2 separate regions of the Mus musculus genome follow, and region 2 is linked to region 1. Evidence: chromatin contacts called from public promoter capture Hi-C data. All regions are on one chromosome and are shown on one strand. The core of a region is the stretch at or near the end of the contact, and the rest is flanking DNA. Distances in the headings are between cores, read along the strand shown. Region 1 has its middle 380 kb from the start of Gm34430. Region 2 holds the start of Slc24a5 (solute carrier family 24, member 5).

What was found. Promoter capture Hi-C pulls out the DNA fragments that hold promoters and counts their contacts.
Region 2: a promoter capture Hi-C map of hippocampal neurons shows a contact between it and region 1, with 8 times the contacts expected there. The contact joins the promoter of Slc24a5 here to the enhancer-like site in region 1. A contact is called at or near these places in 7 of 39 promoter capture datasets (the 3T3-L1 cell line, embryonic stem cells, hippocampal neurons and 3 more), 1 of 115 datasets of contacts at active chromatin or transcription factors (bone marrow-derived dendritic cells) and 2 of 9 other capture datasets (adipose tissue and liver).

What each region holds. Positions count from the first base shown.
Region 1 is chr2:123,310,880-123,313,847 of GRCm38.p6, forward strand. No RefSeq gene overlaps it. Among named protein-coding and RNA genes, the nearest start is that of Gm34430, 380 kb to the left of the region's middle. Within about 2 kb of position 1,527, at least 14 of the 459 cell types and tissues checked have an H3K27ac peak or open chromatin away from gene starts, as enhancers often do. A contact at or near this core is called in hippocampal neurons, where this site is marked.
Region 2 is chr2:125,066,695-125,069,834 of GRCm38.p6, forward strand. It overlaps Slc24a5 (solute carrier family 24, member 5), which reads left to right and starts at 1,433. Exons shown (of 9, transcript NM_175034.3): 1 at 1,433-1,607; 2 at 2,078-2,257. The coding sequence starts at 1,487.

The sequences.
Region 1 (2,968 bases), core at 277-2,776:
GAGTTGAAATCCGATGCAATGCCTAATTAAAAATGCAAATTCAAAGTTGCTAGAGCTCTTCCAGCTGAGCAGAGTAAACAGGAGAGGGGAGAAAAGGTGGCATAAAGTCACATAGAGAACTGAAAGGATCCTGTGTGATACAAGAAGCAAGAAGCATAGAGGAGTCTGGTGTCAGAGGAGTAAGGGATGCTGGGCAAGAATCCTTGATGGGGCAGAATCAGAATCAGCTGAGCTTGAGCAGGACTTGAATTTTATTTCCAAGTATTGGACTGCTGCTACTTAGAGGAAATACCCTTGGCAAGTATTACTGAACCCCCACTGTGAATAAGCATGCAATGTATTATCCACTGCCTTTTCTGGGTTACACAGAAGTAGAAGAAAGATGAGAGGCAATCTAGGTTAGTGAGGTGGAGAATTTAACCCAATGTTTTGATGCAAAGACAATGATGCTATGATGAATGCAACCTACTGTACACAACTAAGGAACCAAGAGTTGGTGACAGGGCTTGGGCAGGAGAGTGCTACTGCTGAACAGATAAGATCAGAGTTGAGGACAGACATGAGTTTTCATGCAGTTTGGACATGGCAGATACAACATTAGCAGGACAAGCCAATTGGAGCACAAAGCTGGGTGGACAAGCCAGCTGAAGAATGCAGCTATGTAACGTGCATTCTTGCCTGTTTGTCTCACCCATCCAAACTTCCAACATCTATGTCTGCTCCACAGAAGTAGCTGACTGAGGAGAGGAGTATACAGCTTGCAGAGCATGACATTAAGAGAGACGCCTTCCCTGAGTGGACAGAGTGGAAGGGCATCACACAGACAGGGCTTTTTGTCCTCTGTGCACCAGTGTGAAGATTTAATGCTAAGCACAGAGGCAGTCTGAACAGTGTAGAATAGGGTTGCTTGAAGTCCACGAACTGCTCAGCAAACACTAGACACAAAGCAAGATCTCTTTTTGTTCTGGGTTTTTCTGGGGGATGGTTCGTGAAAACTGGTTAGCTTTTTTTTTTTTCTTAACAAATCTAATATGACCAGCCTTCTGTAATATGTGAGCTTCACATATTACATATTCACTTCATAGCATGCCTATGCCTTATGTACAGCCCAACAGAGGCACTCTTCATATTCGTTGGAATCACCAGGAATGCTGCTGAAATATAAGCCATTAGGACCACCCTAAGACATTTATATTCTTCTGAACTAGTGTGGAGCCCAGGGAACAAGATCTCTTGAAATCCTTCCGGCTAGGCTACAGGCACTGGTTAGCCAAATGGGCTTTTCTTTCATCTTTAAAACATGCCCCAGAGTTCCCCTCCTTTGTGCTTTTATGAATTTCAAGGTTAGAAGCAAAATTCTGTTATGGATGTTCGTCATCTGTATTTGAAAGAAAATAGTAAAAAACGTTGGTAGACGTCTAGTTGGCCGTGCTAGTTTGATCTGCAGGCTCCACAAAGGTGTTGCATCCCTGGAGTCCGTTAGGATCAGTCAAGGGCAGATATGAACGCTGTACTAACAGATACCATGAGAGGGCAGCAGAGAGCTGGCAAGATTTTCTCTACAGGGCAGGGAAATCTGGCTAGGCCGGATGGAGAATTCTTGGCAGATGCAGGAGGAGGAAATGTTTGAACCTTTATGGGGAGCAAAGGATGTAGTTATCTTTGCTCCATAAATATCTTAAATCGGAGTCATTACTCAATTGATAAACTGAGATCAGTGGAGGACTGAACACGGTGGGGTCAGTTTTAAACAGGAGCAATGGACTTATGCTCTGAGATATTGGCGAAAACCTCAAACAGCAAGCCAGTTTGTGAGATGAAGCTGGGTCTTATAACTACTCATGAGACCCATAACCTGAAGAGTCTTTTGCCTAGATTCAAACCCAAATCAAGAGAAAAAAAAATCTTTATCTAAAAGTTGAGCAAGTCTTTGCAACCTAAAAAAACACATGTGAACAGGGTATGGAAAGGAACAGATGAGAGCCAGGATTGCACCGGTGGCTGCTGACATCACTGACAAAGTCTCTATAAAGCTAGTGCCTTCCCCATCGGGAATAGCCATTAGAAGCTCGAGGCAGACACAGGGGTGGTATGTGGCTTGAGGCACACGGGACCTCCTTACTAGATAAACTCAGAACCAGAAATGTAAACTACAGAGATAGCACCACACCCAGAGAGACTATTTCAAGGTAAGCTGGCAAAAGTTTGAGAATTGCACACTGCTTTGTTGCTGGTAGTGTGGGCTTGGTGCTACCTTAGACTGACATTTCCAGATTGTTCCCTGACATCTTGCTGGTGTAGGTGCAGACCTGAGCCTCCACCTCACTTGGGAGCTTATTACAGTGTTGAATCCTTGGGTCCTGCCTCAGACCTACAGAATCAGAATTTGCATTTTAACAAGATCCCCAGGTGATTCATATGCATATTATGCATATTAAAATTTGAAAAGTCCTCTGCTAGAATCCAGTCTGGATAGGATCTGATGCCACTGATGTTATCGAAGATTAATAAGGACACTTTGGAACAGGGAGATAGACATGCTTCAGTAACATTAAGTAGGTATGTTACTAATGTGTATATTTGGGGTATTTTGTTGTTGCTATATCCTATTTTGTTTCTCATAGTTACATACAACATTGACAAACATCTTTTTTCAGAGACCCAGTAGTAGGGAAAGCTGTGTCCTATTTCAGTTTGAAGGAACATGTGGATCAAAATTGGCGTTATTCAAAAAGGATACATGATTTGTTGGAGGTTGTCACTTCTGTGTGCTGACTCCTATCTCCCAAAAGTAGCTTGGTTGCTTCTATTTCTTCTTCTTTTCTATTTAATTAAAAAAAATTTGCATACACTGTGTTCTGATAATGCTTTTCTCCTCCTGTAACTACTCTTCCCAGATCCTCCCTGTCTCCCCACCCATCCAACACCACATCCCCTTTCTCCCTTTCTCATAAAAAATAAAAATAAA
Region 2 (3,140 bases), core at 183-2,682, 1.8 Mb after region 1:
TTTATATATTGGGTTTTGAGGGGGAGATCACAAAGCAGTCAGCACCCAGTGGCCCACTCCCCTGGAGCTGGTTCTGAGAGTTCAAGGAGGGCTCTGCTCCACTTGCTGAGAACAGACTCCTATAGCTTCTATGCCCGTGCCTCAGTGACCAGGCATCCCAGTCTCGGCTCCACAGGGCACATCCGGAAAGCTGAGTGTCAGAGAGGTTTCCACCAGGAAGGTGCTGGGTGGTTTTTAAACAGCGCAAGCTCATGAACAGCCAGGAGCAGCTCACTCTTTTACACCAGATGCAACAAGCTCTACATCAAAGGCTTGGCACCTTGATTTTTAATTTATCAGTTAATTCATTGTTTGATATTGCATATGTGCATATAATACATTCCTGTCACACCAATTTTATGTACAAAGCAAAGGAATCATAACAGTTGCAAAGCTACAGAATTTCTTCATGGCAGTTTTTAATCTCAGTCCAAGAAATAAGTAATGCCAGACAGGTGACAGAATAACAGAACAATGGCCCCACGGAAGAGACTGTCCTACAAAGGTTACATTTGCCATATAGTACGCACCAAACCAAAAGAGAGGTGATCTCTGCCTTATAGATAGTGGAAGGAAGGAACAGAGAGGTTAAGTACTTGCCTAAGGTCACACAGCTAAGAAACATTGCTTGAACTCAACCACCCTTGTGGTCTCCCCCAGACCCTGTGCCATCAGCCACAGGTTGCTCCACGGCTACAGGTTTTCAGGATCTTGGCAAACTACAGAATGCATTTGAATGCTGTCTGCCTTGTCCAATTAGCATTTTATACAGCTCCTTCTGGCAAAAAGCACAGCTGATCTATGATCAAACAGCATCCAGTCTGTCTCCTGAATAGTTCGTGGCGCTGTGGGCGGCTCTCAATCCCCATAGCTGCCACCTTCACTCACGCGGCCCTCATTTCCCAGTTCAACTGTTACAGTCACCTCCTAATTGACCTTTCTGTCTCTGGCTCTAACTGTAGATGAACATCCAAATAAAATTACAAAGCGTGCCCTGGTAGGCAGAGTATATATACACCTGCCCAAATAATTCCTAGAAACAACGGCTATTGGGAAGGGGGTGGAGGGCGGGGGGGGGGGGGGGGGGACAGCATCAAGCAAACCCAGGTCCTCTCAAATCTAGAGGAAGTCAAAGGCAGAGTCTGTGTGAAGATATTAAAGAGATCCGGCATGAGCAGAATTGCAGACTGCCTGGGCCTGCCATCAGAGTCCCGCATGGAAACAGCTGTAGTCGGTGTTTATCTGCACCCCTCCCTAACTCTTCCAACTTCCCTAGGACTTGGATCTCCTGATCAGAGAAGCCAGGCTGTCTCCCTTGCTGGCCTCCTAAGCTGCGACACCCCCCTCCCCCCGCAGGCACTGGGGAGGAAGGAGACTGCTCACATGATTCAGCATAAGTCTCCCTTGCTCCCTTCCTGAACCACACACTGCAAAGAGCACGCTGGAAATGCGGACAAAATGGGGCCCAACTTGGACAAGGAGGGTCCTGCTGCTGGGGATCTTTTGGGTCTCTGCATACCTGCCTGTCCGTGGTGTCTCCCTGCCCCCGCGCCTCCCAAGGGCCACAGGTAGGTGGCAGTGGGCCCAGACACCCCAGTCCCACGTAGAGATGTGGGATGGAGAGGGGAATGGCCTTGCCCCCTCCCCATCCCCGACTCCTGCTGTATCTGCTCTGCTTCGGAGCCCTGCCGAGGATGGGAAGCGCTCTTGATCAGCCAATGCGTCCTCAAGAGCGTTCTGTAGTAGTTCAGAGACCAAGGGGTGGACAGGGCTGCTCTTCTTATTGTTGGAGACATGATCAGTGCATTCTTCCCATTTAGAAGCAGACACAGAGAGGCGCTGTAATAATGCCTCCCTCCAACTCTCTTCTATCAGCTTATTTCATGAAATAATCTCTTACAAAGGCTATCTAAGGCTTTGAATCATACTCGTATTTCCACCAACTTCCCCATATCCCTCCCAAATACCCCAGTTTAGGCTTTGTGGGCTTCAGACGTGTGACTCCCACATCTTGTGATCTTTTCCTTTTCCTCGGCAGGAAACAGCACGCAATGTGCTGTCTCTCCAGCATCGGAGTTTCCCGAAGGGTTCTTCACCAAGCAGGAGAGCACGGATGGAGGTATCGTAATCTACTTCCTCATTATCCTCTACATGTGCATGGCCATCTCCATCGTCTGCGACAAGTACTTCTTGCCCTCCCTGGAAATCATCAGTGACTGTAAGTTGCCGGGAAGGTCTCCTATGACCTTCCGGAAGAGCTGTTGTCACACAGATGTGTCCATCTCAGCTGGTGGCAGAGCACCCATGTCTGTCCTGGGGTTCTGTGGGGTCCATCCTGGGAGTCCAGGCAGAAGCACGTTTTTTTCAGTTGTTATTATACATGGCTAGCTTCCAGAAGGTTCCTTTTGTTCCAGCACCCCAGGGGCTGTTAAGGAACAGCACCCCCCCCCCCCGGTTTTTTGTACCACTGGGTGCCTGGTCCTCACTGTTTTCTATTTCAAACCCTTTTCACTTGGGCTCTGTGAGTGGGGCAGAAGGAGATGTGGCCAAGGACCTCCTTTCTCTCTACTCCTTGACTGGCATCCTGCAGTTAAGAGAACTGAAATTCATGAACCAATAAGTAAATAAATTCTAAACTCCAAGTAATGGGACCTCAGCTATCAGGTAATAACAACCCTGGGTGCAAAGTGTTAGTAGATTCTGAAGATAAGCTCAGATACGCAAAGCCTGTGGCGCTGTAGATTTCCCAGAACTCTGAATAGGAAGCATCGCTTTGTGGATGCTCTGGTTCCTAACACGAGGAAAAATGATAGCTGTTCATCCACACGGAGCTGCCGAAGTCTGCAGCCTCTCTCAAAGCTGATTAAACTGCTGAGTATCTTCATTTCACAGCTAAATCAAAAGGAAGGGCTGTGTCCTTTCACAAGACTACACAGGGCAGAACAGCAGCACCCTTAACTCCATCCCACACATACATATGCACACCTAAACACACACACACACATTCACATAATGCCCCCCCACAAACATACAGACATACACATACATGCACATATATACACACACATGCATGAACTGAGTGTATACTCTCTTCTTTCCCC